Regions from separate parts of the Mus musculus genome. Here all the other regions are linked to region 6. The links are chromatin contacts, called in public HiChIP or PLAC-seq and promoter capture Hi-C maps. All regions are on one chromosome and are shown on one strand. The core of a region is the stretch at or near the end of the contact, and the rest is flanking DNA. Distances in the headings are between cores, read along the strand shown. Region 1 holds the start of Kcnj9 (potassium inwardly-rectifying channel, subfamily J, member 9). Region 2 holds the start of Igsf8 (immunoglobulin superfamily, member 8). Region 3 holds the start of Pigm (phosphatidylinositol glycan anchor biosynthesis, class M). Region 4 holds the start of Tagln2 (transgelin 2). Region 5 holds the start of Dusp12 (dual specificity phosphatase 12). Region 6 holds the start of Cd244a (CD244 molecule A). Region 7 holds the start of Atf6 (activating transcription factor 6).

Region 1 (3,354 bases), core at 425-2,924, 770 kb before region 6:
CATGCTGTGCCAAGTTAGATTTGTAAGTCGTAAACAAGCTACTATTCTCACTGGAGATGTCTAGAGTAGAGGAAACTGTGTATGCCAGGCAGAAGGCATGTGGAAACTCTTAGTGCCTTCTCTCAGTTTATATGTGTTTGTGTGTATGTATACATCTTTGTGTGTATGTGTGTGCATGTACACGTGCGTACACACAGAAGTCTGAAGTCGATGTTTTCCTATATCACTCTCCACCTTAGTTTTTCAGACAGGGTCCCTCATGAAACCTGGAATTCACCAGTTTGTTGGGGCTAACTGGCCAGTGAGCTCTGGGCATCCTCATGTCTCTGCCTTCTCAGCTGGGATTCCACGTGTTTGCCACCACATCCTGCATTTACACGGGTGCTGAGAACCCAAGCTCAGGTCCTCATCAGTAGGGCAAGCACTTAACTGACTGGGCCATCTTCCCAGGCTCTTCTCTTGCTGTACAATTAAAAGTACTCTTTGAAAAAGTCTTTTAAATATGCATGCCTATATTTCCAGCACCGAGGAAGTGGAGCCAACCTGGGCTAGACAGTAAGACCTGGTCTTGGGGGTGGGGAACACCTAACAAAAACAAAAACAAAAACAAAAACAAAAACAAAAAACACCCAAAAACATTAAATGAAGAGCCAGGGCAGTGACAAGACACGTGACTCCCCAATCTCTGTCCAACTCTGGAATTCAATAGGCTACTTTTTCTGTTTTCCTCATCCATAAATAGAAAAAGGGATAACTGTCTCACAGGATTGTCACAGAAATTAAATGAGATTCTGCTGGATGGATTAGCAGTAGGAGCATGTAGCAGCAGACCTGTGCAACTCTGTGTCTTTCCACTGATGGCATCATAGGCTGCTGCTGGGCAAGGACCTGTTCATTTCATAATCGCCTCTACCTAGCCCAGTATGTGGTGTTTGAGCCCCCTAAGTCTGCTGGGTTGATGGTAAGAGCTAGCCTAGACTTCTCTCTCTCTCTGTTGGACATTTGAGGGTTTTCTCAACTTTTTGCTATGAGCAAAGTACATCTCAAACCTCTTTTATTTACATCACCTAATTTGATCTGCATCCCAGGTGAAGCCAGCAGAAGAGGGCTGTTTGCCCACGCCCACACTCTGAGACAGACAGAATCACTATGGCTCAGAGAAGTGAAGGGACCTCTTCGGGTCACAGGTATATCAGTGGTGGTGATGACGATGGCGGAGCCTCTGGCCCTGCTTCTCTAGCCCCTACCTCTGCAGACCTTTTTCTCTCTGTCTGCTGCCTTCTGCATCAGAGGTCTCTTAAAAAAATTGCAGCCTTGTCACGCTGGGCCTGGTCCTTCTGTCCGCTGTCTGGAGGGCAGCACCTTTGCCCAGTGGTCCCTGCTGGGGATTGTGAACTGCAAACTCCCAGATGGCCTCTGAAATCAAATATTTTATTTCCAATGCCTCTATTTTCCCAGAATGAGGAGCACACCAGTCCCCCCACACACACACTTGCTTTCGTCCCTATAAAGAGGTGAGGAGATGACTCTCCGTGTCCAGGAGGAAGGACTTTGGCTAAAAATAGCTGTGGCGTGTGGATTAGCCAGAGTGGTACCCAGGACTGGGAAAGGGAGGGGGACGCTGTGGAGCTGTAGCCAGACTGGTTGCCATAGAAACGAGAGAGGAGCAGGGGAACCTGGGAAGTGGGGATGACACAGATACCAAGTCCTAGTCTGAGCTGCCGTTACATTCAGGAGAAACAGCAGTGTCGGCGGCTCCCAATCTCAGAGGGAACCTAGGGTACTGGGGGAGATGGTGTCAGGGACATGGACGCCAACCCCCAAGGGTCCCTGCTGCTGGCTACTCTTCTCTCCAGGCTCTGTGAGTTGAGTTGTGGGACTTGGGGTTTGGGCCCCTATTTCTGAGCCAAGAGGGGTTTGGGTGGAGCTGCTCCCAGAGGGACTTCTCCCCGACAGACCCCTTTCCAAAAGATAAGCCCCCTGTACTGGCCAGCGCTCTCTAGAGGGAGGTGGAGTACTCCAAGATAATGTGGTGCTCGGATCTTACTGAAAGGGGTCACAGCATGCCCAAGAACTGTGGTCGGAAGAACTGGAGTTATTTGGAGGGAAGAGGAAGAAATGAAGACGTTGCTCTTCAGGTGGTGGACACCGCACACCTTTCCTGTCCCATGAAGAAGAGAGCTTTTCTCGAGATGGCAATGGCTAGGATGTCATCAGTAGGCTCCCTGGGCAGTCGTGTTCTGGGGATGATCAGACACTGGGAATCCTTCCCCATTCCTGGCCGTAGATGGAGGTCAGATCACCTTAGACCCTACGAAGACTGTCTAGAAGCCCACCTGAAGTTAATACTAGGATGAAAGAGACCTGGGGTCTCGAGGCACTGAAAACTTACAGATGAGGTGCAGAGGACATCCTGGGCTGCAGAGAGGGAAAAACAAGCCTGCTTGCTGTTGGGGGAGGGGAAGATCTTAATCTGCCATTGCCGAAGTGTTCCCAGGTCATGTCTCCTGACTTCCATGGAAAATAAGTGTGTGGGGTTACAAACCATCTTTTTGGGTTTTTTTCCTTGTGCCTTTCTTTAACATACACACACCCTCCAAAGGTCTGCTGGCTACAGAACACTTGGCTCCAAAGTTTAAAAATGGAATGTCGGGTTTGTGGGTATATATTCATGCAGTTTCTCCCTAGGATCTGGTCAAACATCCAAACCATCTGAGATCCTTATGTCACATTTCTGCCCCCACAGGGCCACCTGCTCTCCCCACTTCCCCAGCCTTCCTGCCCCACCCCTCACCCTGAATGGGAGGAGATGGCAAATCCCAGGAAAGAGAAAGGAAGGTTGATGAGTCTTAATCCTTATTCTACAGACTTCTGTTCATATGGTCCATATCTCCTAGGGGACCCTGAAAGCCTAGGAACCGACTCTGGCCATCCATCTCTCCGGGAAGATTATAACCCAGAGTGCTTCTCAGGGGGGAAGAATTTGAAGCAAAACCAGGTGGGTTTTGCTTGGAATCTGGGCTTTGTGTGGAATGTGGGCTTTGGGACATATGGCAGGAGTGGGTGGGGTTGCTGGTAGGGTAGTAAATGCAAATCAGGAAATTGGTAGGGGGGGTCGATGTGGGTGTTTGGTGTTTCGATTGGTCTGATTTCTTATCTCTTAGAAGAATACGAATCTGAGAGATACTAGACTAGCGTAACTCTGGATGGCTTGGCGCCTCCTTCATCCTTGCCGTGGGCAGTTGACCTCACTCGTCATCCTTGCCGTGGGCAGTTGACCTCACGCATGGCCCCCAATCTCCTATTGCCAACCCTTTTCAGCGTGTCTCCTGTGGGAAAGAGCCCTGGCAGGAA
Region 2 (3,109 bases), core at 140-2,639, 750 kb before region 6:
CCCAAAGGAAAAGAAGCAATCGCTAGGCAACCAAGCCCCACAGCTCCTTCAACTCCCTACATCACTCTGCCTCCCGCCTTGTTCCCAAAGGAGTTTTCATCCTGGCCCCAAGAAGCCCAAGGAACCATTCTGTACAACACTGCGCAGTTCTGGTATAAACCAGAGAAGGAGGTTGGGGTGCCCCACTATAGTATCTTCTCCATATGCATAACACACACACACACACACACACACACACACACACACACACACGTTCCTTTCAAGGGCTTCAGTCTCCTGGCAACTGCTCCATGCCATATCTTTCCCAGAACACCTCCTACAGGGAGCCCTCCAAGTCAGACCCCAAACATGGTAATGTTAGCAACCTCCACAGGCCTCAACACACACACACTCACACTCACACACACACACCAGACATGACGCAAGGTTGGCCCAGAAAACACACCATCATAAACACCCACCAGGACAGACACTGGGTGCTTAGAGATCCCAGGTTCAGTTTCCATGGAGCCTGGTTTCTCCTGAGGCAGGGATGTTGGGACCAACTGAGTCTGACAACCAGGCAAATATCTGGGAGCGTGGAAGAAGGGCAAAGAGGGAACTGGCCCAGGGTGGAGACACGTGAGGGAAGAAGCCTCAGATGGTGACATGTTATATTGGGAGGTGGGGGTGTTGGGGAGACTTTTTTCAGAGATCGTGGTCAGAATCAGCCCCTGGGCCTCCAGCCAACTCTAGGCAATTATGAAGACCGCCAGGCACTGCCCACGCAGAGCAAACACCCAAAACCAGGCCTTGAGCCGAGAGTGGGGCAGAAGGTTGTCACGGTATTTGGTAGCAACGACCCCAGACGCTGGGTGTAACCGATGAGAAGTGGTGCCTGCCTCCGGAGGCCCGATGGTGTCTCAGGGGATACCTCAGTAGGTCGCCCATATGCCCCAGCTAGGAACCTAGAGCGAGGACACCACCACCCTCCCCATAACTGATTGGGCAGACAGGCGCAAAAGGAAGCGAGACGCCGAGCCCAGAGACAGTGGAGGCACGTCTGTTGGAGAAGTAGGGATGCAACCAGCTCTGAAATGCTAGGAAGGTGGGCTGGTGGGCTGCACGGTGTTAGGCACCTACCCGGCCGGGACAGGGACGCGGCGACCACCACCTGGCTTACCAAGTATTAGCAGCAGCAGCAGGAGCGAACTCAGCGGCGTGGGGCTAGGGACGCCCATTCTGCGTAGGCGGCTCTGAGGAGACTCCTGGGGGCGGCGTGGGCTCTGGGGGGCCAGGGCCGCGGGGGGCGCATGCCCAGGTGGGGGGCAGAAAGCGGAGCAGTGAAGCGTGGGTGCGCAGAGCCCAGCCGAGCGGGAGCCGCCAACTCCCCGCCCTCCACCCTTCTTCCCCTCCTCCCGCCGCTCTTCCCGCCCTCCGCAGCTCGGGAGACCAGTCCCAGCCGCGCCCCGCTGCCCGGCCCCGCCCCCGCCTCGCCCCGCCCCAGGCCGTCGCCTGGGCCAGACTTCGACCCTGATGGTGGCTCCGCCTCTGGCCTCAGGCTGGGCGAACTGGCGGCACCTGGGCTCCTCTACCCCCATTTCCTCGCTCAGAGGGCACCCCGCCCTGCACCTGCCAGCCTTCCAGGGAGAATGGGGTGCTTGCAGGGCCTCTGGGGATGCATGATGGGGTGACTGTGGTTACGCACTCAGAATCCAATTGGGTGATGTGGGCCACTGAGTCTTGGCAGCAAACCCTGCTGATTTATGTAGGCATGGCCTGACCCACGGTTTCCTGGACGTGAAGCGGACCCAAAGGGGCTTCAGAGTCCTGGAAGATCGCTGGAAATCTGTTCTAATACCCGGTCAGAATGCAAAGCGAAAGGGAAGTGGGTTAGCGGTCCAGACTTCCTAGCTGGAAGATCCTTGTTCAGCTCAATGCTTTCAAGCTCACTTCCCCCCCCCCCCCCGCCACGTACGGAACAGAGATTGTAAACACTCGAGGAGTTACGGCGATTATTAGCTGAGATCATGCACATACGTTTCATGCACACGGTAACTATGGGGGTGTTTTGTTTTTGCGTTAAACTGCTTTCTACCAATTGGAGTCTCCAACGAGAGGACGTAACACACCTCTTTGCTGGGGAAGGTGGAGCTAGCCTGGAGGTAGGAAAAAGGAAGAGAAACCTCTTCCCAAAGCCATGTCTCCAACTGTGAAAAAGGCGGAGAGTAGGGTGGGGCCAGGATGGGAAGAAGGGGCGGCTCAGCCTGCAAAACCAGGGCGCGGAAGTGCCCATTAGGGGGAAGTGGCCTAGAACACGTCTAGATCTTCACCTCCATTCCCTACTTGTCCCCTTCACCCCTGCTCCCTCGCTTACTGCTTCCTATTGAGAAAACTGAGGCACAGACAGGAAAAGAGATCCGGGCCAGCGGTGACTTCCTCTTCTCAGAAGTCGTATTCGTGGGGCTGCCAGTGGAAGCCACATTCAGCAACCACAGAGAAACACTGATAGGGAATCTATAGGGAAGTCAGAACTCCAACCCTGGTCGCCCAAGACTGCCTAGCAAGAGGCTAAGGGACCTGCTCCTTGTCACCTGGATATATCCCAAGCCTGGTTTCTTCACACTGTTTCTCTAGAAGCCATGTTGAGCCATGTGAAAACTGCAAGCTACCGGGAGACTTTGGGAGAAAGCATTCTCCCTTTAGCTGGAGGTTGAGTGGATTGAATGACTTTCTGGTACCGGTTTGAAAGTCGGTCATCATCATCATCATCACCATCACCATCACAACATCATGATTATCATCATCATAGCCATTTATGGGATGGTTTCACAATAACACCGCCACCACCTGAAGATATCCTTTCTAAACTTTACAGGTTATTTTACAAGCAAAGTCATTTAACACAAGAGAGACCTGGCCTTTTAAAATAGTTATGTGTCTTGCCCAAGGCCACACAGATTTTAAGGTAACTAAAGTGTTACTTTAAAGCTCAGGTCTGGTGTGCACACCCTAGCACGCAGGAGGCAGAGGCAGATGGATCTCTGTGACTTCCAGGCCAGCCAAAACCACATATATCCTGTCTCAAAACAAACAAAAGAGCAAAACAAAACAAATCCACAAAACCTCA
Region 3 (3,347 bases), core at 449-2,948, 820 kb before region 6:
TAGCTTCACCGGCTTCTCAACTGTGAAACAGGAATGGCTTTCTTCTCATCAAGCAAATGAGCCCTAAGACTTCTAAAGGATGGACCATGGACCTCAGTTCTTGGGCCCCCTTTATATATAAGGCCAACACTGGTTTTAATTTCTATTGGAACAAAGGAACTTTCACTAGAGTGCTTAGAATGTTCAGGGAGGAGAAAAATTCCAAAGCCTCCTAGTCCATACGGCAAAATCAGAATGTTGCAGAAGATCCAGAACACATTAGTCGTATTTGATTCTCTCCGTTAGGCGGTCCTCCTTGTAATGGGAAATAATCTGAATCAGTATGGAACAGTTGATCAGAAGGAAGAACAAACCGGCTAACCAAATAAACAGGAAGGTGTTCTTTCCTTGAAACTCTAGAACATATGCAGGAGCCAGCCATAAGGCCTGTCCTATGAACCAGAACAGTAAGAGGACTACGGCTCTTTTCCAAGGCATCCTCACCAGTGGCATCACCAGAGGCAGAAGGCAGAGATACCAAAGAAAGTACTGAGAGGTGCAGACTTTGTTAAAAGTCACAAAAATGGACGTATGAAGGAAACAGCAGAAGACAAGGTCTCTGTAGTAGGCGAAAGATGCGGCTGACAGCAAGATGAACTGTGGCAGGAACGCCGCAATCCCCAGAGTAAAACTCCACTTGCTCTCGGCAGTCAAATACAGCATATAGAAGTACGGAGAGAAATTATGGCGGATATCCCTCCTAGTTAGGTGATAAAAGTAGGTGTGCTCCAAAAACTCCCAACCGTACTTATAGTAAAAACCGAAGCTCAGGGCAACAAACGTGAGCCCTGCAACTGCTACGAAAAGCAGCACTGCCCAGCTACACAGCCTCCTCAGGAAGTCGTACAAACGAGCCTGGAAAGAGAACCGGGCTTGCCGGAGACGCTCGTCATCGTCGCGCTCGGGCCGCAGATGGAGCGCTATGGGGAGGATGTAGGTCACCGGGTACATCTTCATGTGCACCGCGAAGCCATAGAACACCGCGGCGCACGCGATGAGCCGTTTCTCTATGAAGTACAGGGTCGAGAGAACCAGGGAGGCGACGATGGAGTCCGCGTTGCCCCGGCTGGACACCGCCATGGGCAAAGGGTTGAGAAGCCAGAAGACGCAGTAGCCACAGGCTTGGCGGCGCCCCAGCCCCTTGAGCAGCAGCAGGCGGTACAGGAGGAAGGCGGTGAGGAGATCGCAGCTGATGAAGAGAAACTTGCCGAAGAGTTCGCTGAGGTAGACGTTGGGGGTGAGGAGCCAGCTCAGGAGCGGGGTGTAGCGGTAGGTCGCCCGCAGGTACGGGGAGCGCCCTTCCGTGACGAAGCGCGCGGCGTCCGTGAACACGTGGTAGTCTATGTCGGTGTACCTCACCAGCAGAGTCCGGTCCTGGAAGACACCGTAGAAAACCAGGGCGACCCGGGCCAGGAAGGCCACGCCGAACACCCCGGCGGGCGGCACCCGAAAGTTCAGGATCCATTCCCCCCAGTGCATGGGGTAGCTCATGGTCCGAGTGCGGGCCACCCGCCCGGCCCGGCCCGGCCCCGGGTCCACACTGCGCCCCTCTCGCTAACCGTCCTCGGGCTGACGCCTCTCAGCCGCCGGGAGCATCTCCTCTGCTACAGCACCGACAGGAAGAACCGAGGAATGATCACTTCCGGCACCCCAAGTCCCGCCCCCACGGTACTTCCGGCCTCCAGCCCCGCGCGGGCTCTCAGCTGTCTCCGCGGAACGATTGCCTTCCTCGGGATTGGCTGTCTAGCGTCCGCAGCTTCCTCCGGCGAAGGCGGGATTTCCGGTCCCTTATTGGCGACGCTTCCGCTGTCCGGAAATCCCGGAGTGGCTGAGATGTCGTGGACCTGGGACCTGGGTGAACTTTGTTTTTAGTAACCAGAGCTTCCGCGTTCCCAGCTCAGATCTACGGAGGAGGACGCTGAACACAGTGAGCTGCTACCTGCTGCTACTTACATCCCGCCCAACTGGCTTGGAGGACTGAGAGTGGGAAATACAGATGGAAAGAATAAGCCTAAAATAAAATAGTCTTTTTACCCTGATAAGAAGGTTCCTCCTACCGAAATACGTCTAGATTGTCTCCCCTGGAGTACTGTCAACTCCGTTCTTTTCAAGAACTCTTCAACTAGGTCAAAATCGGCCGTCAACCCACTCCGTTCACCCTACCACTATTAGTTTCTTGCCAAAGACTCCAACTCTTTCATTCTTTTCCTGATTTCTTACTGCACTTATAATTGACTTTTTAAAACTTCATACTCTTTTTTTTTTTTTTTTCTGGTTTTTCGAGACAGGATTTCTCTGTATAGTCCTGGCTGTCTTGGAACTCACTCTGTAGACCAGGCTGGCCTCGAACTCAGAAATTCGCCTGCCTCTGCCTCCCAAGTGGTGGGATTAAAGGCGTGCGCCACCACGCCGGGCCAAGAACTTCATACTTTATTTTACAATGTTTTCAGTTTCAAGTAAATTGTTCGTGAGAGTAGAAAGTATTTCTTTATTTCTTTGTACTTTCTTGTAATGTATTACAGTCTCAGACGCATGGTAACTGACGCAGACTGCCTTGATCTTACAAACTGAGCCTGCCCCTAGGGAATGTCTTCTAGATTACCATAGAAGTGGCTCCATTCGGCCTAGACATCTCTCATCCTACACTTCACATTTATCCTTTGAGTGAGCCGTATTAACCTCTAGTCATAGTCTGGTATGTCTGTGCTTTGATGTAATTACATGGTGTAGATTAATAACTACCTCTATTGGTTTTTTACTATGCATTGCCCATAATATACTGTGATAACACATTACCATTCAAATAACCTTATAACTAAATTGTAGGGTTCTTGAGAGTAGAAAGTATGTATTTCTTTGTACTTCCTTGCATTACAGTTGCAGGCACATGGTAACTGACACAGACTGTCTGGCTTGATCTTAGAAGTCGAGCCTGTCAAGAGTTATTTGAATGATACTGTGTTATCACAGTATACGTGGCCTAAATTATCATAATTGTTATTTGTTAAGGACTTATTCCCAGTTGTCAGACATACTAACTACTTTTTAATGTAAAGTAGATATCCCTATCTGTATCAATGAGCAAAATCAGGATTTATGGAGAATAAATAAAACATAGCCAACTAGTAGCAGAACTGGAATTGAAAGTAGGCCTGTCTAGCCCAGGATAACAATGATTGTGCGACAAACGTTCAAATAAAACGCTGATATGGAATTCTAATTTCCATTTCTTTTTCTCAATCTCTTCTTTAAGTCTTTCTGATATTCTCTCTCATTGTTATGCTTTATATCCCTGGTTTGATATTTCT
Region 4 (3,228 bases), core at 466-2,965, 940 kb before region 6:
TAAGCTCCACAAACAGGAAGCCACAAGGGCTGCTCAGGAGAAGAGGAGGGGGTGGAGGCCGTTGCCATGGCGTCTGTGTACCAAACATGGGAATGGAGGCAGGGTGGGGGCCCCCCCGGGGCAGGAACACCCACTCCACACAGACTTGGGTGGAGGCTCTAGGCGAAGGGGCAAAAGCGATCCCAGCAATTCTCAGGGTATAGCCAGACTGGGGAAGCAGGGAACGGGGAAGGGGCAGCTCTGGAGGACCTGGAGGGCATATGCAGTTTGTGGGTAGAGAATCAAAGAAGACATACCCTGGGTAGGAAAGACTTTTTTTTTTTTTTTTTTTTTTTTTTTTTTGCTTAAAAAGCCCACACCTGGCAATCTCGAAGGACAAAGCCATGGGGTGAACACTGACTAGGGGCCAATCCCCTGGGGACCAGCATAGACACCAAGGGTGTGCAAGGGGATCGCAAGGACAAAGATTATTTGCGGCTTTGGAACGTTAACACCTTGCTCACCCCTCCTTACCTTGGCCCAAAGCCTGAGGTGTACCCTGAGCTACAGGGAAGAGAAAATGGGAGAAGCTTAGAGATGAGCTATCCCTGACTACTGCTCTAGGGAACAAGGAGACCCGTCCAGCCACTGGTCTCCTACACCGCACCTCCACTTGCCATCACCGCTGCTTTTGCTCCACAGATACCACGTATCCCAGAACCTCTCGGATAGGAACACAGGTAGGCCTGCAGAGCCCAAAAAGGAGGTAATCTACTTCCGGTCCAGCCCCTTCGGCCGTCCCCCCCACCCCCACGGCCACACCCTGCCTGGGCCGTTAATGTGGATGAGTCACCCACCGCCCTCCCGCCACTGGGGTGACGCAGGTCTGGGCAGCCCGCCCGCCCGCCCGCGGCCACCACCGGCTTTCCCAGCAGCAGGGGGCACGGGAGGGGGCAGCGGGTCTCAGGCTAGGGTAAGAGAGTTTGGATAGCAGCCAACCCCTACAGACAGGGCACATCCGAGTGCAGTCAGGGCTGCAGCCCGGAGATGTCCGAGGTCAAAGGCGCTCCAGGAGAAGAAGGGGGTTTCACAGAAGACCAGGCTACTGTGCAAATAACTCCCGGAGACCTGTGACCCCGAGTACCCGGACAAACGAACTAGCAGGAGGGGGGCAAAAGGGCGGTCTCGGGGTCACAGAAGGCAGGCAGTACCCACACGTGCTCCTGGACCAGGAAGTGAAAGGGGCGCGCGGTAAATTCATGGACCGGAGCGCGCGCCAGAACCTAGTTCTTGCGGCCACTCAGCAGCCTGCGGACGTCCGACGCCCTCCTTCCTTCTCCCCCCAAAGAGAACTCAACGCTGGAGCAAACGGCTGGGGCTTGGGACCAGACCTCTTGGGTCGGGACGGACGCCCCGTCTTGTGCACCCGTAAAACTTGCCTTGCTTAACTGCTGAACAATGCAGAGAAGGCTTGGGAACCGGACCTGACAGCACGGGGCGGGGCACCCAGTTGGGACCCCAGCGTCCGCCAGTCTTCAACCCCCACGCTCCCAGAAGCAAGTCTCAAGTGTTGGCTTCTTGCTTTCTACAGACCACACACATAATCCCCAACTCCCACCCCGCTGCCTTGGTCCCTCAGTCCTGCTCACCGTCCAAGAGGGCTGGATGAGAGCGCACGCACGACAGGGGCTGCAGCGGCGAGTGGAGCTCAAGACCCGGCCGGGCTTGGAGTTTTCTGGGGGGTCCCGCCTCAGACGGGGCGGACCAGGGGCGGGGCAAGGGCCAAGAGGGTTTAAAGGCGCCGCCGCGTGGAATGCTGGAGCGCTTAAGATAGGTGGTCAGTAGGCAGGAATGAGCCGTAAAGGACCTGCGGAGTCCTTGGCGCCGCTGCAAAAGGTCTCCGCCCAGGGGATCCTCAACCTGCATTCACCAGCCATAGACTTGTATCCTAATAGGAAACTTTCTGCCTAGACTAGCTAGCTCAGGATCGCAGGCCTGTTTCTATGAGAAGCCTACTATTACAAAAAGGCCGGCCTTTTGTAAATTCAGGTCCAGGAAGCGCCTTCCTACAGGATAGAGTAAGGAGTAATAGGTCTGGTGCTTACAGGCTGGGACAGCACCCCCACGTGGTTCTGCTTGCCATTTAACTTCAAGCCCGGGCAAAAAAAAAAAAAGAACAGTGAGGTCACTCCTTGCCCGGGGCCTTGAGGGTGTGGTAGGGCTTGGGACCTGGGATTCAGACCCAGTTCTCTCTCTCCCTTCCATCTCCCATTTAATAAATTGACATTTCTTCTTAGATCTTGGAGGGTTGGAGGCGGGGGCTTAGTGGAGGAAGTTGGCAGGCACTTTTCTACCCCTTAAGAGTGAAGAGCAATAGTTGAGGGGTGTCCAGAACACCTACTTTTTCAGGCTGTAGTTAGCGGAGTTCCCCATTTAAAACCCACCAGTGTTTTTCTTTCTTCACGTTATGGAGTCCCCCGTTGAGCCTGATATTTAAAAGAACAGCAGCCAGTTCCACCCTGACCTTTGACTTCTCTATTCCCCAAAGTCCCGCTCAGACCCACAGAATGTCAAGTTTCAGTCCCCTGTGCCTTTAGGGTGTTCCTCTGCCCGAAAGTGGGTTTCCTTCACTGCCCCGTCACCTGCTCTGCCTGTTACCTGCTTGTGTGGCTTCTGGTCAATTACAAAAGCACCTTTGGCTTTAGTTGCCGTGCCCAGTCTACAAAATAAACTCCGGGCGGTGGACGGGACATGGAAAGAACTCTGAGCAGTCTCCTGTGAGTGTCCCAGGAATCCCCACATGTTTTAAGTATTTACTAAATATTGACTCAAACTGAACTCTTTGTGCCAATGTGATAACCAGCTTACAGCTTTATCACAGTGCGTAGTTGGCCTCAGTGACTAGCGAGAACTCCCCAAGGACAAAGGCATTATCCCAGTGATTTCTCTATTTTCTCATGGCTTCTGGCCTAACAGCAGATCTCTACTAGGCACTCAACAACTTTTTTCTTGAATGACTGTTGAATGTGTCCCATTCAGAACCCTCTCTGTACATATCCAGGGACTTCCTCATCTCTCTTAAACACAAAGAGAGGTGACAGAGAAACGGTTTCCAGACATTTATTATTCACCTGTTTTTTAAAAAAAAGAAACCTGCACCCACACCATAAACACCACTTTCGAACGCGCGCTTGCGCGCGCGCACGCACACACACACACACACACACACACACACACACACACACACAC
Region 5 (2,979 bases), core at 53-2,552, 670 kb after region 6:
GATATGCATGTAAACATTCTCTGCTGTAAACTTCTATTTCAATTTATGATTTGATTTTTTGTGTGAACTTGTGATGAACTTGTAACATGTGATCATGTATTCTGGAAGACGTATAAGTACCAAGGACAAAGAGACACGAAAGAATCATAGAGAACTAAGATCAATGGAGAGCTAAGATCAATAGAGGAGACTTTTTTGCCTTTCCCCACTTAGACTAGATTCTTTTCCCTTTCCCCACTTAGAGAATTTTTCCCTTTACCCACTCAGGATCTTTCTGCTTTTCCCCTTAGATAGCTTTCATAGGAAACTTTTTACAACTTGGTAATAAACTCTATAATTATTTATCTAAGTGTCTTCTCTTCCTGAGACCGGACTAGCAGGCTGAAAGTTAGAGCCCAGCAGTTCCTGCTGAGATAGACATATCTATCTATCTCTCTTGTGGCTTGAAGAAGAGGTGCTAGTTGCCAGAAACTGTAGTTTCTGGCCTCAGAGGATCACAGAAGGCAGATCAGCTACAACAGCACGGTAACTTAGGCTTAGATAAGTAAACGCTTTATTATACAGCATCCCTAAATATCTCAACAAAGTCCTACCCTCCGCCTAAGCTCTTCCCTCTCTACCCCAAAAGCCTCAAGAAGAACATCCCACTCCAGAGCTGCCCCCATCTCTCCCTCTCCCTCCCTCCCTCACTTCTCTTTCTGCCGCCACCTCCCTCCCATCCCCCAATAAAATTCTTACACGTGGAACTGTTTGGGCCCAGTGTACTGTGTTCAGACTCGAGCCTCTATTTTAACACATCAGTTATCACAGCTAATATCCACATATAAGCTTATACATACCAGATTTGTCTTTCAGGGTCTGGGTTACCTCACTCAGAATGATTTTTTTTTCCCGAGTTTCATCCATTTATCTGCAAATTTTATTTTTTTTTTTTAAAATGGCTGAGTAATACCTTATTGTGTGAATGTACCACATTTTCTTTATTCAGTCTTCTGTTGTACATCTAGGTTGTTTCCAATTTCTGGCTATTATGAGGCATCAATAGGCAACATGGTTGGGCAAATGTCTCAAATGGTAGGAAGAGTGGCTTTGCTGGATCTTGAGATAGATTCCCATTTTCCTGAGGAACCTCCAAGCTGATTTCCATAGTGACTGTACAAGTTTGTGGTCCTACCAGCAACGGATGAATGGAGACTTTATTTTTCTGCCTTGGACTTTAGAAGGTTGGGTGGAAAAGCTGCTCTAAATGGAGCTTATTTAAGCACACAGCCCGAGCACGGCTCACATCACCTTCCCCAGAAGCAGTCATTTTCCCTATTGCCATGGTCCTCCCACGGCGCTGCTGAGCGGCTGGAGCTATTCCGACACAGGAGTCAGTCACTCTAGCCGGTGACTTGGTGGCGGGCAGCGGCTGCCTGGCTTCCTGGCTCTGCCATGTTGGAAGCGCAGGGTTCTAACCATGGCTGCGAGCGCCAGGCTCCGACTGCCAGTCCCGCCAGCTCGGCAGGGCACGCCGTGGAAGTGCGGCCCGGGCTGTATCTGGGTGGGGCAGCGGCAGTGGCGGAACCGGGCCATCTGAGGGAGGCGGGCATCACCGCCGTGCTGACGGTGGACTCTGAACCGGCTTTCCCGGCTGGGGCTGGGTTCGAAGGTCTCCGGAGCCTCTTCGTGCCGGCGCTGGACAAACCCGAGACCGACCTGCTCAGCCACCTGGATCGCTGCGTGGCCTTCATCGGCCAGGCTCGCTCCGAAGGCCGCGCGGTGTTGGTGCACTGGTGAGTGCCACGTGCAGGGGGGCGGTGCCTTGCACCGGGTCTCGCCTCTCTGCAGAGGCGCCCAAAAGTGGAGGTTCCAGGCTGTCAGAGCCAAGACCCTCGTTCCTCATCTTCCCTTGGGGTGTGTGGTTCCAATGAGGGTTCCAAAACCCGCCCTTGGTTAGTGTTTTGTTTGATTTCATCTTGCAGCAACTGTCTGTCTGTCTGTGCATCCATCTATCCGTCCATTCGTCCATCGTTCTATCTGCTTGTCTATATTTTGGGGGTTAGGTTAAAGTTTATCAGATTTGTAAGAGAAGTCAGACACTCAAGCCGGCGAATGTAATACAGGTCAGATGTATTGGGGTGAAAATACGTGATACTTCCTCGCCCTAAAGGCCACTGTGATTAACAAGGGAAAAACATGTGACTTTTTGTTTTTTGAGACTGGGTCTTACTGTATAGATCTGGCAGGCCTGGAACTCGCTATGTAGAGCAGGCTGGCTTCAAAAAGCACAGATGTCCACCTGCTTCTGTCCAGAGGGCTGCACACCTTGAGTGTGAAACCATGCTGGAGGATTTTTAATCAAAGTTATACGTGACGGGCAAGTTTAGAGAAACATTCACGGACCAAAGGAAAACTGTACTGACTGGTTTTGTGAGTCAACTTGATACAGGCTGGAGTTATCACAGAGAAAGGAGCTTCAGTTGGGGAAGTGCCTCCATGAGATCCAGCTGTGGGGCATTTTCTCAATTAGTGATCAAGGTCCCACCCACCTGGGCTGGTAGTCTTGGGTTCTATAAGAAAGCAAGCCAGGGAAAGCAAGCCAGTAAGGAACATCCCTCCATGGCCTCTGCATCAGCTCCTGCTTCCTGACCTGCTTGGGTTCCAGTCCCGACTTCCTTGGTGATGAACAGCAGCATGGAAGTGTAAGCTGAATAAACCCTTTCCTCCCCAACTTGCTTCTTGGTCATGATGTTTGTGCAGGAATAGAAACCCTGACTAAGACAAAAACGGTTCACATTCTTGGAATAATTAAGACTGGACAGTTGTATAGAAAAGTGATTGAGGCTGGGCGGTGGTGGCGCACGCCTTTAATCCCAGCACTGGGGAGGCAGAGGCAGAGGCAGGCGGACTTCTGAGTTCGAGGCCAGCCTGGTCTACAAAGTGAGTTCCAGGACAGCCAGGGCTATACAGAGAAACCCTGCCTCGGAAACAAAAACA
Region 6 (3,272 bases), core at 510-3,009:
CTCGGTCTTATACGACAGCCTAGAATATGAGAGATTCTATCTTTAAAAACAAAAAATTGACCTCAGCTCAACTGTTTCCTTGCTAAATTTTGCCTAGTTCTCATAATATAGAAAAGTCATTGTAAATATGATAATTAATTCATGACTGGCTCTGCTATAGGGGTTGCATGCAAAATGTCAAAGAAGTTATCAAGCCATGGCTTTGGCCTTTTGCTTTGTGGGCTCTACATCATTGCAATTTCATTTCCTGTTCACAGGCACACAGAACAAAATGCCAGTTGCCTTGTGACAACTTGAAATCCCATGTACTAGATGGCTCAAACATTCCTGAAACAGTTTGACAACACCCACTAAGAATATAGACACTTAGACCCCATGATGTGACCTTGAAGGTGTATTGCTGTGTGACAGAAAGGCTCATGGCACTACTGTAAAACCATTTTAAAGATCAGGTGCTCACCCTCAAGAGAGTGAGCAGAGGATGGTGTAAGCCTGGGATGGAGTTGTCTTATCTCACCCAGATGCATGGCATGCAGGGACTGGAAACTCCCATCAAAGAGATAAGATACATAGACAAACGTCATAGAAGTGTCAAGTAAAAGAAGTCAGGAACCCATACCATGGGATGCCACGTACATCCAGGCAAAACTAATCTGTGAGATTTGGAGTGAGAATATTGCTTATGTTTATGGGAAAGACAGTAGACAATGAGTGGACATAAACGCACGATTGTCCCAAAGTCATCAGAAAAGTGACTCACTGACACGTACACTGATATGCAGATATCACACTTTAGTAAGAAAGGTTTGTCATCATCATCTGGCTGCCCCTGGGGTGACTTCTACTGAACCAGAGTCTCTTTGAGTCCTGAGCCAAAATCTCTTCCTCAGGAAGAGATTCCTCCATTCATGCCTCATTTGAGAGGAGGTAAGGTGACCAGAAGCTGAATGCAAATGAGTTGGGCCTGCTAGAGGGACTCCCGGGGTCCCCTCCAGCACAGTGACAACTAGAAAACAGTCCCTGAGAAATGCAAGGCTCAACCCAACCCACCCAAAGTGGAGCAGTCTCTGTGCTGACTCGTGAGACCCTGCCTGTCCTACCTTCTTTTCTCTACCTTACCTCACCCAGACCCAAAGCATCCAGGGACTCCTCACAACTCCCAGACCATCCTTTTCTTCAGAATGGACACGAATTCTGTGGGGAAGGTGACAATGACAAGGTGGTGTTTGTGTGAAACTGTGTCGGAATGAAGGAAAAAGCTATGGCTGGTGATGAATCCACTCCCAGAGCGAGAAAAGGGAAAGCTAATGCACACATTGCTCCAGAGAAGGCTTGTACACACATCGCTCCAGTTTTCCACAGTTTTCATACAGACTAAACTCCACCCACTTTACAATAGCCCTAAGGACCTGGACCACCTTCTCTAACCTCTCCTCTGGCTTTCTGTGTTCCAGGTGACTATCGAAATGGCATAATCAGAGGCTCTAACTTCTGATCTCCCTCACACACTCAGGCACCCATGGGTGTATGCCAGGCCCCATCCCACACCAACACAAAAATCCTTACCTTGGCCCTGATGAGCCCTGAGGAGCAGAAAGGTTGTGAACAGGACAGCTTGCCCCAACATCACCACAGGACAGAGCAGACTACGGGGGCCCTGTCTTCTCCAGGTGCTCAGATGTCAATAGGCTCGCAGCTAACTGTCAGCAGGACACAGCAGAACTACCTCACTGCCTGTCCAGCCACAATTTCCTCAACTGAAGGCTGTTCACTTCTGCTGTGCACTGACAAGGCTACCGAGAAAGCCTCAGTCCCTCCACGTGGGTTCCCACAAGCTAAGATGCCTCCAGTGGGTGGGTACTCAGAGTGCACAGTGACTCACAAAAAACCAGTTGCAAAATCCCAGCCCTTGGTCCTCCTCAGCCTGGTGCTGAATTCTTAGTGGCTCCCACAGGGTGGGAAAGAAAACCAACAGTCATTATTCCAGGCTGCCCCAAACCAGCATACACCGTGGAAGCAGAAGTCTGAAGGAACTTAGGGGTAGGGTGGCCTGAGAAGAAGAACCCTGAGTAAGTAGGTACTAACGTGGAAGAGGAAGAGCATATGGGGTGATTAAGGAAGAGACATAACATTTAGACTTGCTGGGAAAAATCTCATGAGCCCAGGAAGTCTGATCTCAAATGTTCAACATATGCAAACTGTGTTCCTCCTTTCACCCCTCCACAACCAAAGGATGTGAAACGCTTTGTGGTGCTCACCCCCTTCCGTGGCTGGATTCATCCTGTAGAAGAGCAGGCAGCAGAGATCCTTTGAACTCCAAGGAGGGGTGGAGTCAGTGGTACCCACCCCACCCCACCCCGAACCCCACTCCCTCAGGACCCTTTACTTCAAGGCCATATCCAGAAGCCAGGCCTCTTGCTCTTTTCCTCTTCTTTTCCCCTTAGCAACAAACACGTGTGGTTCTCCCAAGCCCATCCTCTCATTCCATTCTTTGATCTGTTTCTAGCCCGACCAACACTGAGCAAGAGCGGCCTTTATAGGACAGGTGGCTGCCAGTGGTGGCAAGCAACGGATGCTCTGGACCAGACAGACAGTCAATTTGGAGTCAAAGACCTGGACTTGAACTCCAGCTCATCAACTTGCAACCTGTGTAGTGCTGACCAAATTGCTTTCTGAGTCCTCACAGTCAACAGCAGTTGGGTAAGCGAGATGGCTCAGTGGGTTAAGGTGCTCATCATCAGGCCTGCCAGCCGGAGCATAATCGCCAGAATCCTCCTGATGAAGAGGGAGGATGGACTCCACCCCTGACTTCCACACATGCCCAAGTGAACACACACACACACACACACACACACACACACACACACACACACACACACACACAAACACAAATCTATGATCTTCCCCCTGAAGGTAAGCAATACATGGAAATGGAAACTTGGCTTCCCTTCAAGATAGTTTTCAGCACCAAATTAATAGCTATCCTTGAGAGCTTGAATAGAAAGCTCTGGAATATACTGGTGTGAAAATGCCATAATAAGTGCTGGAGAGATGGCTTAAGAGCACTGACTGCTCTTCTGAAGTTCCTGAGTTCAGTTCCCAGCAACCACATAGTGGCTCACAACCATCTGTTATTGTATCTGATTACCCTCTTCTGCTGTGTCTGAAGAGAGCAATAGAGTACTCATATACATAAAATAAATAAATAAATTTAAAAAAAAGAAAAAAGAAAGTGCTATAATAAAACCCCTTACTTTGTATGGTAATCTTTT
Region 7 (3,167 bases), core at 171-2,670, 690 kb after region 6:
GTTTAAACATGGTAAAAGTAAATATAAAAAATGGACTAAAGGCTGGGCGGTGGTGGTACACGCCTTTAATCTCAGCACTCGGGAGGCAGAGGCAGGCGGATTTCTGAGGCTACAGAGTTCCAGGACAGCCAGGGCTACACAGAGAAATCCTGTCTCGAAAAAAAAATTTTTTTTTTAAAATTTATATATATATAATTCCAACGACGAAAGGAATGTCATTTGTCGTAGGGGGACTTCAGAATCGCGAGTGTGCGTGTGTTCGTGTATGTATGCATGTATGTGCACGCGCGTGCTGCGTATTGCACATGCATGTGTGTATGTATGTGTGTATGTATGTGTGTGTATGTATATATGTATGTATGTGCGCGCGGGCGGTGCATTGCACGTGTGTATGCGGGTGTGGTCCCAGCCGGACTTCACGAATTCTGACCTGGCTTTCCTCTCACCTTGTTGCATTCCGCAATCGCAATCGGTAGTAACCGCAGCCACGAGGAGCTCGGAGGATTCTGGGAAGCATTTATGTTTGTTTGTAACCATGGGAAAAGTTCCTCTCGGTCCTAGAGGGATCCGTGTTCATTCACCGTCTGGGTTTGAATGCAGTCCCTGGCTACTGAAATCGAGTAAAACCGAAAAGTAAACAACACTAAGTAGGTTCTCGAAACTGTTGTTTCAAATTGCTCACATTTTCCAGTTGGAATCCGTGATGCATGATTCTTCTCTAAAAATATTTAGAATTTTGGATTTTAGTAATAAGAGATTGACAGCTTATTGCGAGTTTTAGAAACTCTTCTTTAGGAGGTAAGTGCGGACATGGAGAATTTATCTTATATATTTTCTTTGTTTAAATTTGTTTGAAGGTGGGTTTTCTACAAGTATTATTTGTGAGAAAGTTTACCTCGGATTCTGTCCCAGTAAAGGAGTGGTTCTAACACATGTCGGAAATTTGTATTTTTCTTTATTTACCGTGTACGTGGAAAATTTTTACAGCGATTGAAAAGCATTTATAAATACAGAATCAGGTTTACTGTCAATTTCTAATTTCGTTCTGAGATGTCTATATCGTAGTATTAAGCACAAAGAACAAGCCACTATGATCAGGAGACTTTTCAGTTTTAGTACTATCAGCGAATTTTAACAAAGCGGTAAAATCTGCGTGCTCTTCGCTCAATTTAAAAAAAAAAAGAGAGAGAGGGAGAGAGAAACAAAAAAGAACAACCACAAAACCCCACAGCGGGACAGAAAGTGCTGAAATCCTCGTAGGGAAATATTTACTCACAAGTCTATTGAGTTTGCTTATCTGCTGACGTCTCCTTAGCTTTGGATCCCAGTTCCCGCGTGCGGTGAGATAGTTTGCCTCCGCCCGGCCACCGTCCGTGTCAGCGTTCAGCTTATTTTGTCCTCCGGCCGCCGCCGTTTCAGGTTACTCACCCATCCGAGTTGTGAGGGAGAGGTGTCTGTTTCGGGGAAGCCGGCTTGTGTTGCCGGCGCCATGGAGTCGCCTTTTAGTCCGGTTCTTCCTCATGGACCAGATGAAGACTGGGGTGAGTGGATCTGCGAATGTACCCGAGCTAGGTCGGGCCGCGTCTGCGGGTTTTTTTCTCCTCCCGATTTCCGCCCGGTGGCGGTGACAGGTGTGGACGACCCGTGTCCGGGGAGCGAGGCCACGGGTTGAGGGTCGTAGAAGAGGCTGGCAGAGCCTCTGGGCTTCTGTCCTGGCCGTAGCAATAATGGAATGATGTTCTAATTGAAATTGCTGTAGTTTTTCAGCGTGTGTTCCTGGTGGAAATTCCAGGTGATCGTGAGGGACCAGAACTTAGTAGGATGATGATTGTAGCTGCCCCAAAGGCTCCAAGCTATTTTCTCAGACTGTGGGCGTGTGGCTGGGGAGCGCTGAGTGTGTGTGTGTGTATGTGTGTGTGTGAGTGTGTGTGTGTGTGTGTGTGTGCGCGCGCGCGCACTGAACGTGTACGAGATATGTTGAGAAAACTTGGTTAAAATACAGAAGAAAATCCTTGGCTCCCAGCTTGAACTGTTGGTTTAAGACATAGATCCAAATTGGCAAAGAAGAAACTCTCCCAAGCACCTGACCTCGTGTCCCTGATTACTAGATCTAACACAAACTGATGTAATCCTGACTGCTGTCCAAACACAGCTCTGAAATCTCTTGTTAAGTCTATTTTTAGTGTTCAGGAAGGATGGACCAGAGAATGACAAGGAACAAGCTTTGGCATCCAAATCCTTAGAGAAAGCTGATAGTCCCTTCTCGATTTCAAGACAGAATGTTAACAGGATTATGTGTGTTAATATGTGAATGGAGTTCTGTAGGTGGCTCAATGGATCCTGTAGTGAGACTACATTGTCCTTCAGTTTTGGGGACACTTTTTTTTCATGGACTAACATTCCACTATAACATGAGTGGGCCCTCAACTAGGAAGTGTTGGAATCCTAGTTTAATTTAACAGTGGCAGATGCTCTCTACAATTACAATCTATAAAAGGTTTATTTTAATCTTTGGGCCGATTTTGACAACTTTCTGGAAAAAAAAAACCTTTAAATGTTCATTCTCCAGTTCATTTCCCCAGCTAAATGCTTTTGTTATAGTAACAGCAGTCACTTGTTTAGGACTTTATTTTGCTAAGCACACTACATGTGTTATTTATGTTATGTTCATAACAGTCCAATGAGGTCCCGCCATCCTATAGATGTTGAAACAGAGGTTGACAGAATCTGTTCTCTGAGTCTTAGACGAGTAAGTGATAAAGTAGGATCAGAACCAGGCTTATCTAACTTTGAAGTCTGTGCCTCTGGTTTTTCTACTCTGTAACACTTGCTCCCCCCCCCCCCCCCAAGCCTAGATTCTTCCTAATGCTAATGTTCTTAACAAGTCTACTTAGATATGTTGGGTAGTTACAATTAGAATTAGTTTTCTCAATCATTTGACCATTATGTTTGTGGCATTTCTTAAAGTATAACTAAAAGGCACTTCCTGATGGTATCGTTTTTGTCCTAGAGTCTGATTCTCAGCTGCATTTTCCTAACTCCTAATCTTGATTCTTCAACAATGCGCAGTTCTTTGTAGTCAGCTGACTGACTCCTTTCTCAGGTATCCTGCCCTGTCTCCTCTTGAATATGTCATTTCCCCAATGTTTTTTAGCCTTCCCTTTTCA

What was found. Promoter capture Hi-C pulls out the DNA fragments that hold promoters and counts their contacts. HiChIP or PLAC-seq counts read pairs in DNA pulled down with a chosen protein or histone mark. Capture Hi-C pulls out chosen DNA fragments and counts their contacts.
Region 1: a contact with region 6 is called in a promoter capture Hi-C map of the HPC-7 cell line, with 4 times the contacts expected there. The contact joins the promoter of Kcnj9 here to the promoter of Cd244a in region 6. A contact is called at or near these places in 16 of 39 promoter capture datasets (the 3T3-L1 cell line, 3T3-L1-derived adipocytes, the HPC-7 cell line and 10 more), 1 of 484 Hi-C or Micro-C datasets (the G1E-ER4 cell line) and 2 of 115 datasets of contacts at active chromatin or transcription factors (double positive thymocytes and stem cell-derived neural progenitor cells).
Region 2: an H3K27ac HiChIP or PLAC-seq map of large pre-B cells shows a contact between it and region 6, with 2.3 times the contacts expected there. The contact joins the promoter of Igsf8 here to the promoter of Cd244a in region 6. A contact is called at or near these places in 6 of 39 promoter capture datasets (the 3T3-L1 cell line, the HPC-7 cell line, cranial neural crest and 1 more) and 2 of 115 datasets of contacts at active chromatin or transcription factors (large pre-B cells and stem cell-derived neural progenitor cells).
Region 3: a contact with region 6 is called in a promoter capture Hi-C map of liver, with 2.4 times the contacts expected there. The contact joins the promoter of Pigm here to the promoter of Cd244a in region 6. A contact is called at or near these places in 2 of 39 promoter capture datasets (both in liver) and 2 of 115 datasets of contacts at active chromatin or transcription factors (bone marrow-derived macrophages and large pre-B cells).
Region 4: a contact with region 6 is called in a promoter capture Hi-C map of pancreatic islet. The contact joins the promoter of Tagln2 here to the promoter of Cd244a in region 6. A contact is called at or near these places in 1 of 39 promoter capture datasets (embryonic stem cells) and 1 of 9 other capture datasets (pancreatic islet).
Region 5: a promoter capture Hi-C map of liver shows a contact between it and region 6, with 2.5 times the contacts expected there. The contact joins the promoter of Dusp12 here to the promoter of Cd244a in region 6. A contact is called at or near these places in 3 of 39 promoter capture datasets (hippocampal neurons, liver and pre-B cells) and 2 of 484 Hi-C or Micro-C datasets (B cells and natural killer cells).
Region 7: a contact with region 6 is called in a promoter capture Hi-C map of pre-B cells, with 2.5 times the contacts expected there. The contact joins the promoter of Atf6 here to the promoter of Cd244a in region 6. A contact is called at or near these places in 3 of 39 promoter capture datasets (liver and pre-B cells) and 1 of 9 other capture datasets (adipose tissue).

The regions. Positions count from the first base shown.
Region 1 is chr1:172,327,642-172,330,995 of GRCm38.p6, reverse strand. It overlaps Kcnj9 (potassium inwardly-rectifying channel, subfamily J, member 9), which reads left to right and starts at 1,674. Exons shown (of 4, transcript NM_008429.3): 1 at 1,674-1,861; 2 at 2,898-2,998.
Region 2 is chr1:172,310,647-172,313,755 of GRCm38.p6, reverse strand. Igsf8 (immunoglobulin superfamily, member 8) reads right to left here and starts at 1,389. Exons shown (of 7, transcript NM_080419.2): 1 at 1,163-1,389. The coding sequence starts at 1,220.
Region 3 is chr1:172,374,882-172,378,228 of GRCm38.p6, reverse strand. It overlaps Pigm (phosphatidylinositol glycan anchor biosynthesis, class M), which reads right to left and starts at 1,698. Exons shown (of 1, transcript NM_026234.4): 1 at 1-1,698. The coding sequence starts at 1,530. The coding sequence ends at 259.
Region 4 is chr1:172,498,733-172,501,960 of GRCm38.p6, reverse strand. It overlaps Tagln2 (transgelin 2), which reads right to left and starts at 1,715. Exons shown (of 5, transcript NM_178598.2): 1 at 1,629-1,715. It overlaps Igsf9 (immunoglobulin superfamily, member 9), which reads right to left. Exons shown (of 21, transcript NM_001145800.1): 21 at 3,084-3,228.
Region 5 is chr1:170,883,863-170,886,841 of GRCm38.p6, reverse strand. It overlaps Dusp12 (dual specificity phosphatase 12), which reads left to right and starts at 1,302. Exons shown (of 6, transcript NM_023173.2): 1 at 1,302-1,775. The coding sequence starts at 1,435.
Region 6 is chr1:171,557,680-171,560,951 of GRCm38.p6, reverse strand. It overlaps Cd244a (CD244 molecule A), which reads right to left and starts at 1,759. Exons shown (of 9, transcript NM_018729.2): 1 at 1,567-1,759. The coding sequence starts at 1,627. It overlaps Gm35200 (a long non-coding RNA gene), which reads left to right. Exons shown (of 5, transcript XR_373705.3): 3 at 2,507-3,272.
Region 7 is chr1:170,866,024-170,869,190 of GRCm38.p6, reverse strand. It overlaps Atf6 (activating transcription factor 6), which reads left to right and starts at 1,420. Exons shown (of 16, transcript NM_001081304.1): 1 at 1,420-1,541. The coding sequence starts at 1,490. It overlaps Gm9929 (a long non-coding RNA gene), which reads right to left and starts at 1,361. Exons shown (of 2, transcript XR_003948181.1): 1 at 1,277-1,361; 2 at 1-610.